Linked DNA regions of Sus scrofa: regions 2 and 3 are each linked to region 1. The links are chromatin contacts, called in public HiChIP or PLAC-seq and promoter capture Hi-C maps. All regions are on one chromosome and are shown on one strand. The core of a region is the stretch at or near the end of the contact, and the rest is flanking DNA. Distances in the headings are between cores, read along the strand shown. Region 1 holds the start of LUC7L (putative RNA-binding protein Luc7-like 1). Region 2 holds the start of MCRIP2 (MAPK regulated corepressor interacting protein 2). Region 3 holds the start of RAB40C (ras-related protein Rab-40C).

Region 1 (3,325 bases), core at 341-2,840:
ACACTGAACCTTTATAAATAAAATAGAGGGGCCACAATTGTTCAGTTTGTATGAAATAAAAATATGGGAAGCAATTCAAAAGCAACTCAATATACAAAGAAAGCTAAAAAGCACTTATTCACCTATGAAGTAAAGTGCAAGGAATCTGCACGGCCTAGCGAATGTGCCAGTGTGAACTTACAACTGCATTACTTCGGTAGAAAAGAAAACGCACACCACAGCAGGTACATAGTTTTGCAAAGATGCGACCACTTTCTCCTGAGACAACCGGCAAGATCTTGCGCTCCTCCCTACAGCACAACCTACCTAACGACTGCCAAGCGCTAGCTCAACAGAGGCTCTCCTGTGTGGCTGGGCAAAGGGGGCTGGAAAAGCACGCGGCATGGACCCACGTTAGAAAAGCTCAATTTCCGGCTTCCCTTGCAGTGGGACACAACAAGAACGCCCAGGGTTACCAGGCCTCTCCGGCTCCCGCGGGTGGAGGCGCTCCGCCAGCCCGCCGCGAACGATCTGAGCCCACGCTGGCTGCAGCCCTTCGCCGACTCCCCGCCCAAGGGGCGGCGGGGGCGGCGGAGGACGCCGAGGGCGGAGAAATCGCAGAAGGTCAACAGGGGAGCGGCTGGCGCCCCACCCACGACGCGGGCTCCGGCGGAGGAGCCCGCCGGGGACTCACGCCGGCGGGGAGAGCGCGGCGGCGGCCGCCGCAGAGGCGCAACGGCCCAGACAAAGGCCCGGCGCGCGGGGGAGGGGAGGGCGCCCGCGCAGGCGCAAGCCGCCCGGCGGCCTCGCTTCGCTCCTGCCCCAGCCCAAGCCTGACCGGCCGCCCCGACTCACCGTCCCGGGCGGTGCCCATGAGCTGATCCAGCAGGGCCCGCATTTGCGCCTGGGCGGACATGGTGGCCGGTGGGAGCGGCAGGGACGGCCGCGAGGCTTCTCTCAAGCTGGGGAGGCAGAGGAGGCGACGGCGGCAGCGGCGGCGGCGGCGGCGGCGGCGGCGACGAAAGCTTGCCGCGTCAGCCTCGAGCCAGCTCGGCTCCTTCCCGCCGCGGGGGACGCCGGGAGAAAGTGCGTCGATGCCCGCTCGTGGCCTGCTGGGAAATGTAGTTGGAGGGCGGAGCCTGGGGCTCGGGCGGACCTTCAAGCAGTCAGAATCAGACATTCTGCAAGCTTTTGGGTCACAGCCCCAGCACTGATGAGGCTCTGCGGCCCACAACTTACATGAGACTAAATAGCAACGAAGTGAAGATCCATAACAGGAAAATAAATCCCGTGTGTTCTTGCTAGCGGTGAACCTCTCAGACTTTAGCTACAATCAGACTAAGTTTTTTACCTGTGAAAATTGGTGTCTGTCTGGGCACTTTGGTTAAAGTTAAATCAAGCAAGCACGGAATAAATGTTAGGTTCTGTGACTGGGGCTTTGTGGCAGTCCCCCTCTGCTCTCCCAACCGTCCATCCACTGAAGCTGCTGCAGCTCTAGCCATATCTAAGAAAGACAATGAACCTCTTGACAAGTGCTGCCTTGAGTACAGCCTTCAGTAGGGGCTGTGATGCTTTCCTCTGGAACTGCCCACATATCCAGATGCCTATTTGTTTTTCCTGACTACAGTGCCTCCGCACCCAAAAGCTTGCAGAATGTCTGATTTACTGCTATGGGATCCTGCACAATCCTGCCTCATATCAAGAACTCCATTTCAGGAGCTCCCGTTGCGGGTCAGGGGGTTAAGGATCCAACTAGTGTCCATGAGGATGTGAGTTTGATCCCCAACCTTGTTCAGTGGGTTAAGGATCCAGCGCTGCCATGAGCTGTGGCAAGGCTGAGGGTGTGGCTCAGTCGGATGCGGTCTGGATGCAGCATTGCTGTGGCTGTGATGCAGGCCAGCAGCTGCAGCTCCAGTTAAACCCCTGGCCTGGGAACTTCCATGGGTGCCGCCCTGAAAGACAAAAAATAAAACAGCAAGTGAGAGTTGTCAAAAATGAAAATTGTCTAAGATTTACATCTTGGGGTAAAAATCCACCTTGAGCCATCCATCTTCAAAAGCCTTAAACACAAGGCCCTACGGTATAGTACAGGAAACTATATTCAGTATCTTGTGATAAACCATAATGGAAAAGAGTAAGTAGAAGGGGGAGTTCCCATCGTGACAGAGCAGTCAATGAACCTGACTAGCATCCATGAGGACAAGGGTTCAATCCCTGGCCTCCCTCAGTGGGTTAAGGATCCCCCGTTGCGGTGAGCCATGCTGTGGGTCACAGATGTGGCTCAGATCCCGCCTTGCTGTGGCTCTGGCATAGGCCGGCGGCTACAGCTCTGATTGGACCCCTAGCCTGGGAACCTCCATATGCCAAGGGTGCGGCCCAAAAAGACACAAAGACTAAAAAAAAAAAAAAGAAAAAAGAAAAAGAATATATAATAAAAGAATCACTTTGCTGGACAGCAGAAATTAACACAACATGGTACATCAACTATATTTCAGTAAAATTTAAAATTCTTTGAAAAGAAACTTGAGCCTGCTGCCAAGTAAAGAATGTCACTCGCCAACTGACCCGACAGGATTAGGTCACTGGCCAGGGCAGCTGCTGACCTTCAACACCCTTGGAAGGAAGTCCGGGTGGAGGTCAGGAATGAGGCACTCTGTTCCGGGAAAAACTGGCAGAACAGGCCTTCAGAGAGTTAGATATTTCCAAGACAAAATTTTATGAGCCCAATTTCTTGCAATTCTCATTCCTCGAAAGGCTGTAAAGTAACTAATGGAGATATCCGCTCCTCGGGACCAGCAGCAAGCTTCTTCCAGGTGTGAACTTGACCGCAGGTACCCCTTATATATACACGGATGTCCCGAACTCCTCTTCAGAGCACCTCCAAATTCAGAGCTGAGAGGCTGTCTTCCGGGCTCCAGTCCTCAGAAAGCCCTGAGTAAAACTGAACTCACAGCGCTCAGGTTGCATGGGGTTTGTCTTTTTTTCCAGTTGACATTGGCCAGGACTTCACCTTTGTATCTGAAGTTTCCCTCTGTCTCCTCCACTTCAAATAAATTTGTTTTTTATGCACCAGCGTTAAGATAATAAAAAAATCTTATTTTAAATTCCTCCTCAAAGCATGTATCAGGCCCACCTAATTTTATTGGTGAAAAACTGGTTTTCTATCAAATTTCTTAAAGGAATATATAATTCCAATCCACAAACATTTTCAAGAAATTAAAAAGATTGAATATTCAACAGTTCCTTCTATGAGACCAATATGATCTTTTTTATAAATTTCACTGTCAGTTTAAATCCTCACCTTAGGAAGTTCCCAGCTTAGCGGGAAAAGAATCTGACTAGCATC
Region 2 (3,325 bases), core at 268-2,767, 310 kb after region 1:
GCCCGAATGGCCTGCCTCCCATACGTGCCAACCTGGCACCTAGCTCCCTCCCAGCACATCGCTTCGGCAGGTGGCCCCTAGGTTGTGTGCCCACAGCCCCACAGACCTCGGTGCAGCTCAGGGGGCTGATGTGGATCATGTTGATGCAGAGCAGCAGGTCCAGTGATCGCGGCAGGATCCCACCCCACTGCTCCCAATCCCAGGTCACGTCCAGGTACAGCGGGGCCTTCACGTTGGTTAGGCCCTGGGCCAGAGCCGTGGCCGAGATACTGCAGAAGGGCAGCCCGTGGGTGGCAGTGGCCTGGGCAGCCTTTCTGAGCCCCTGCACCCCCACTCAGGAGATGCTTGGAGGAATCACAAAGGCATGCGAACCATGGCAGCGGGACGGGGCCCACTTTCACCCCCGGGGTCCCGCCTTCCCGCCACACCTGTCCAGGCAGCGCTGATCCACGTCTGACGGCTGCCACTCGGCGTGCGGGAAAGCCCGCGCGAAGTGGGCTGCATGCTGGCCGGAGCCCGAGGCCACCTCGAGCACGCGGACGCCGCGCTGAGTCGGGTCCACATACTGCCGCAGCACGTGAAGGATGGGCTCCTTGTTCCGCTCGGCGGCCGCCGCCACCAGCATGGTTTCAGTCCTGCGGCCTGGGGCCCTAGTGACGATGCAGTCCCGCGCCGCTGGGCGCGTCTGAGACCCGCCCGCCGCGCAGCCGCCGCCCGCCCCACCCCGGGAAAATGAGCACAGGCGTCGCGCCTTAAAGGGCGCGCAGCGCGCGGGGGCTTCTGGTGAGGGTCTGGGCTAGAGTTTGGGTCATTGCTTTGCAGGAGCCCAAAAGCTCAGCACCCTCTGGCCGTGGCTGTCCTAGCATTTTCATAGAGCTCATTGTTCCAAAATTGTCTTGTTCGTGTCGCACCAGAATGGATGCTTCTCTCTCGTCTTTTTTTTTTTTTTCCTTCTCTTCTTCATTAATCTTTTTAGGATCAGAGTCCATTTTTTGAGATGGTGGGAAAAAAACACCGGAGAAAGAAAAGCCTGCGCCGCCCGGGAATCGAACCCGGGTCGCAAGAATGGGAATCTTGCATGATACCACTACACCAGCGGCGCTGTTGCTTAAAGGTTTCTCCCAGAGACTTAGGAGATTGTGACGCAAATCCCCTCCCCCCCTTCACCCCGCCGAGCCGGCTCCGCTCGCGCAGAGACATCAGAGTGCACGCGCCTCCGCCGCGCCCGCAGCAGGAGCAGGAACACCGGGCTTGACCGGGGATCTCGCGGTACCGTTTGGGCACCCGGCCCTCAAGGAGACGGAGTGGGGCTGAGGTTTTATGGACGCCTGGAGCGGCGTTCGCGCCTTGAAAACCATGGCAACTGAGGCATTCCGGAAGTTGTGAGGGCGGGGCTTCGTGGGTGGGCGGGTCTGTGCTTGGCAGGGCTCACGGGTGGGTGGGGCTCTGGACGGGGCGGGCCCGACCTGAAGGAACTGAGCTTGCGCGGCTCCAGGGTCTGTGACGCTGAGGTGACCCGCGCGCGCCCAGGGTTTTTCGCCGATGCTGCGAGGGGCCGGCGACCTCTGAGTCAAGGGGGAGGCCGACTTGTTGTGTCCAAAGATGCTTCGCTGCTCGGCTTCTCGGGGCCCAGGTCTCAAGCAGGCTGTTGACAGGCGGAAGGCCATGCCCCGCCGTCGGCGTAGCTCCTCTCCCTTGCTGGGCGTTTTTTCTCGCACGAGACCCCCGCCTCGCCGCAGCCGCCGTCGCTCCGGCGAGCGCTCTGTGGACGGCCCCCGGGATGGGCCGTGAGCCTCGGGTTGCTGTCAGGGGGGCGTGCAGGGTGGCGACAGGGGCCTGTGAGCGTGGTCCGACCGGGAGAAGGATCTTGCAGCTCAGGGAGGTGACGCGCTGTGGGGGTGGCCGGTCTGGACGCACCTCCGGGGACGGTTCCGCCCAGTGGGCGGGCTTCCAGGCCTCCGGACCGCGCCTTTGGCCTTTCTCCTTAAGGCCCTTTTTCCGGCTTTCCCGCTTCAGGGCACTGAGCTCTCCAGACCCTTTCCTCACCCTCCGCCTCGCCTCCCGTGTGTTGGCCGAGCACCTTGTCTGTCTCAAGGTGGAGACGAGGTATCCCTCGGTGTGACTCCCTGCCCACTGCTGATGACCCGTGGTCACCTGAGGCCTCAGCACCCAGGTCCCCCAGCCCTCCTCGCCCCCTCAGGAGGCACCAGATTTCCTGGGGGCTTCACATGGCACTCTTGGGCATGGGCCATGCTGTGATATTGTCATAGAGTACGAATTAGCTATTCGGCCTTTGTCCTGGCTCCTGGGACAGCGCTTTGAAAATTCTGGAGACTTCCCGAGTGATGAGATTGAGAGGAGCAGAGTTCCTGTCTTGCTCAGTGGGTAACCACGAGGGTGCAGGGTCGATCGCTGCCCTTGCTCACCGGGTTAAGGGTGAGCTGCCGTGCCGTGTGGGTCGCAGACTCGGCTCGGATCCCGTACGGCTGTGGCTGTGGTGTAGGCTGGCAGCTGCAGCTCCACTTCGACCCCTAGCCTGGGAACCTCCATAATGAGATGGGTATGGCCCTAAAAAGAACCAAAAAAAAAAGAGGAGGGGAGGGGCCTGAGACCCACAGATTTCCTTGCTTCCCCCATGTTGTGTGGGCTGCTTGAGGAAGTGGGCAAAGGCCCAGCAGTGTCTTCCATTTACCAGCCCTGGACCTCAGGTGGCCCTCTGCCCGCCACCCTCGTCACCCTGGAGGCATCGCTCTGGACTGGACACTGTGTGACCTGACGCACACCTTCCACACTCACGGAGCTCAGAGCCTGGGACGGGAGCAGCTGGACACGGCCAAGGGGTGAGGCTCTGGGAGCGTGTGCGTGAACACATGCTTGTGAGCATGTGTGAGCCAAGGGCACACGTGTGAGCACACATTTTCTGCAAAGTCCTGAATGTGTGTCAGACTCTGGGTGGGTCCAGGTCTCTCCCGAGGGACGCTGAACATTGGGCCTGGAGGTGCCCCGCACCCGGGCTGTGCTCAGTGGCACCTCCTGGGGGTGTGTCTCCTGAGGATCGTCCTGGGCGCCGGAAGTGCCCTCTCCCCTAGGCGCACTCACCTCCCGAGGGCTGGGGACAAAGTCCCCCGTTCTGCCCCATGATGTCTGGAGCCAACAGTAGGGCCCGGCTTCTCTCCTGAGGTCCAGGCCTGTGTGCCCACCATTCCTGAGCCTCCTCCAAGCCCCCAACGCTTCCCTCCATTCCCTCACCCGCTACCCCATCCCTCAGTCTCTTAATTTCTTAGAGTTTCTGTAACAAATGACCTCAACTTTTGATGGCTGAAAT
Region 3 (3,325 bases), core at 595-3,094, 280 kb after region 1:
ACGTCTTGCTGCCCTGTTTCTCAGCCATGGAACAGATGTGCCAGCCGAGCCATCCTCAGTGCAGCCCAGAGGCGCAGGGTTTGGCTGCTGTGATGACCTCTGGTGCCCTCTGCCCAGACCTACTTTTTCGGAGCCCACCTCCTGCGCATCTTCTCCCAGCTGCTTCATCTGCTGAGGCCGGGTTGGCCCGGCCTTGTCAGCTTTCTCCTGATTATTCTTAACGGCTTTAGGGAGGCACATCTCCCGTACCATCGATTCACCACAAAGGTGCCACTCAATTCGTTTTTTGTAATGGCTTTACCCCGTAGTACCACAATCATCAGTTTTAGAACATTTTCGTCCCCAAAGAGATGCCGTACCCACGAAGCAGTCACTCACTGCTCTTCCCTCTGCCCCCACCCCCACCCCCGGCCCCGGCAGCCACGCATCTGCTCCCTCCCTGTTTGCTTATTCTGGACTCTGCGCAGAAATGGAGTGTAGCACGTATCTGTCCTTTAGTCCTCTTATGGATGAACACGCATTGTGTGGGTAGACCCGCCTTTTGTTTATCAGTTGATCTGTTGGTGGATATTTGGGTTGTTTCCACTTCTTGGCTATTGTGATTAATGACGCTGTGAACAGTCACGCACAAGCTTTGTTTTTTTTTTTTTTTCTTCTTAGGGCGATACCCACAGCATATGGAGGTTCCCAGGCTAGTGGCTGAATAGGAGCCACAGCAATGCAGGATCTGAGCCATGCCTGTGACCTACACCACAGCTCACGGCAACACCGGATCCTTAACCCACTGAGCAAGGCCAGGGATCGAACCCACAACCTCATGGATCCTAGTCGGATTCTTTTCCGCTGTGCCGCAAGGGGAACTCCTAGAGTGAAATTCTTTATTTTTTAATCCAAAAAAATTTTATGGCCACACCTGTGGCACATGGAAGTTCCTGGGCCAGGGACTGAATCTGAGCCACAGCTGTGAGCTGCAGCAGTGCGGGATCTTTCGCCCATTGTGCCAGTTTGGGGATCAAACCCATTCCTCCCCAGAGACCCAAGCAGCTGCAATCAGATTCTTAACCCCCTGTGGGAACTCCAACAGTGAAATTCATGAGCTTGTTTTTGAGAACTTCTCCCGACTAAATGAAATATGGAATTACTTACTAAGTTGTCCAACCTCCCTGCCAGAGAGCTGTCACCCTACATCCTAGGTGCCACAAGTAATGTTGCCAATCTAATGGGTGAAGAGGGTATATTTTGCTTTACTTTCTATTTTGCAGAATAAAATTGTATCTTCACAACTGTTCACACCTTTTCATAACCTATCCATTCTGTAAACAACCCAAAGTCACTTCCTCCTACAGGCTCCCCCGGACCCTCTTCCTGGGCCCTCCTGGGTGCCCCACCTGGCCTGACCCCGACTCTTCCCAGGGTGGGCGGCTCACAGCCAGTGCTGCCGTCGTCTCTGGGGCTAGAGGACGACATGCAGGCCGACCCCCTTTCTGCAGCGGCCTTGAGAGCCGCGCTGTCACCTGCAAGACTTGCCCAGGGAACGGGGCAGACGCGAGGGGCGGGGACAGAGCTGCGCTGGAGTCCCCGCCTCGCCGCCTGCAACCAAGCCTCACCTCGCTGCCCCTGCGCCCCGACCCAGGTAATTCCAAGTTCCTGCCACCGCCTCATTTCACCGTCCCTACCCTCGCGCCCTGCCTCGTCTCCCCGCCCCTCACCCGCGCCCCCACTCACCACCTTCCCCACAAGAAACCCGGCGCCCGCCCCCACCTCACCATCCCCCGGCCCCGCCCCCGGCGCGGGAACGGAAGTCCCGTCTACCCGGCCGCTCCGAGCGCCGATTGGTGGATCTTGTCTCACTGCGCCCTCGTCACGCCCCCTCCGTGGGGAGGGCGCCTTTCCGGGGGGCCGCACTGTACGCGCCCGGGTCTCTGCGGAAGCTGCGGCCGCAGCTTTCTAGGAGGTTCAGCCCTGCCATAGTCACCCGCGTCACCTCACAACGGGGACCGCCACCGTCCCGCTCAGTCCGCGGAAGTAAGGGGGTGTATGCAAACAACCTGGAGGTCCAAGCTTCTGATTGGTGAGCGTATAGGGGGCAAGATGGGCGGGCTTAGAGGGCCATGAGCGACGTGTAGGTGGTCCAGTAGCTCTGGGAGGATCGGCTGCGGTGGCCAATGGCGAAGCGGAGGGGGCGTGTTAGGGCCCAGGAGCTGCGGGGGCAGTGGGCAGGTTTGCCGGTGAGTCTCGGATGCTCTGCGGGAATCGGCGGGGGGTGGGGGGCGTAATGCTGACGGACAGGCAGGCGGATCAGAGGGTCCCGGAAAGCGAGAGGCGAGGGGCCAATGGCAACAGCGTGAAGGCGGGGCGGGGCGACTGGAGTCTTCGCAGAACTGAGTGGGAAGCGATGGAGGCGGGGCAGCTTTGATGGACGTGCTCACGGGCCAGTGGCCGCGCGGGAGGCGGCGTGCGACGTACAGCAGCAGCGTAGGGGCGGGGCAATGATGGGGAGGAACGACCCGAGGTCTCGCAGCGCTGTATGGGAAGCTGGGGGGGCGGGGGCAGGGGCGCTAGCAGTGCTGACGGATATGCGCAGCGGCCAATGGCCGCGGGAAGGGTGCGGCGGACGACCAATGGTGGCGCGCGGGGCGGGGCGGGGTGGCGGGGCTGCTCGGCGCCGTGCGGGAAGCTGCGGGGCGGCGGCGGCGGCGCTGAGGCGAGGCGAAGGGAAGCGAAGCGGGGGCGGTGGAGCAGGTGCGGGCGGAGCGGCCTTGCCGTCCGCCGGCCTCGCTCACCCGCGCCCGCGCACGCAGGTCGGTCGGAGGCCTCCGCCAGCGGGCTCCGCGGCGCCGTGGGCATGCGGGTGCGGCCCGCGCGCGCGTGAGCGAAGATGGGGACGCAGGGCAGCCCAGTCAAGAGCTACGACTACCTGCTCAAGTTCCTGCTGGTGGGCGACAGCGACGTGGGCAAGGGCGAGATCCTGGAGAGCCTGCAGGACGGCGCAGCCGAGTCTCCGTACGCCTACAGCAACGGTAAGGCCGGCCGGCGGGCCGCCGCGCGCACCTGGCTCCGCCCGGCGACCTGCCGTCCGCCTCGCGTCTCGGGCCGGGGCGGGGGAGCTGCGGCTCGAGCTTGTCGAGGCCCTTCTGGGGCCCGCGGCGTCGTGGGGGCAGAGATCTGGCCGAGGGACTCCTGAGGAAGAAGGGCTTTTTCTTTGGTCGCGGGGCCTCACCAGGTGTGCCAGGTGTGCACAGCTGGGCGTCCTCAAAGCAGGCCGTTGGCTCAAGGCATCCCTTCCTTGGGCTGGACGAAAACGCCCGATCCGGACGGGGTTAAA

What was found. Promoter capture Hi-C pulls out the DNA fragments that hold promoters and counts their contacts. HiChIP or PLAC-seq counts read pairs in DNA pulled down with a chosen protein or histone mark.
Region 2: an H3K27ac HiChIP or PLAC-seq map of alveolar macrophages shows a contact between it and region 1. The contact joins the promoter of MCRIP2 here to the promoter of LUC7L in region 1. A contact is called at or near these places in 1 of 5 promoter capture datasets (fetal liver) and 1 of 2 datasets of contacts at active chromatin or transcription factors (alveolar macrophages).
Region 3: a contact with region 1 is called in a promoter capture Hi-C map of fetal liver, with 2.2 times the contacts expected there. The contact joins the promoter of RAB40C here to the promoter of LUC7L in region 1. A contact is called at or near these places in 1 of 5 promoter capture datasets (fetal liver) and 1 of 2 datasets of contacts at active chromatin or transcription factors (alveolar macrophages).

The regions. Positions count from the first base shown.
Region 1 is chr3:41,440,392-41,443,716 of Sscrofa11.1, reverse strand. LUC7L (putative RNA-binding protein Luc7-like 1) reads right to left here and starts at 1,590. Exons shown (of 10, transcript XM_013987737.2): 1 at 835-1,590; 2 at 1-9.
Region 2 is chr3:41,131,641-41,134,965 of Sscrofa11.1, reverse strand. It overlaps MCRIP2 (MAPK regulated corepressor interacting protein 2), which reads left to right and starts at 1,517. Exons shown (of 7, transcript XR_002342465.1): 1 at 1,517-1,633; 2 at 2,696-2,840. METTL26 (UPF0585 protein C16orf13 homolog) reads right to left here and starts at 720. Exons shown (of 6, transcript XM_021086912.1): 1 at 429-720; 2 at 107-269. The coding sequence starts at 625. It overlaps TRNAG-CCC (a tRNA gene), which reads right to left and starts at 1,102; the gene lies at 1,032-1,102.
Region 3 is chr3:41,158,620-41,161,944 of Sscrofa11.1, reverse strand. RAB40C (ras-related protein Rab-40C) reads left to right here and starts at 1,844. Exons shown (of 6, transcript XM_021086911.1): 1 at 1,844-2,071. The coding sequence starts at 2,038.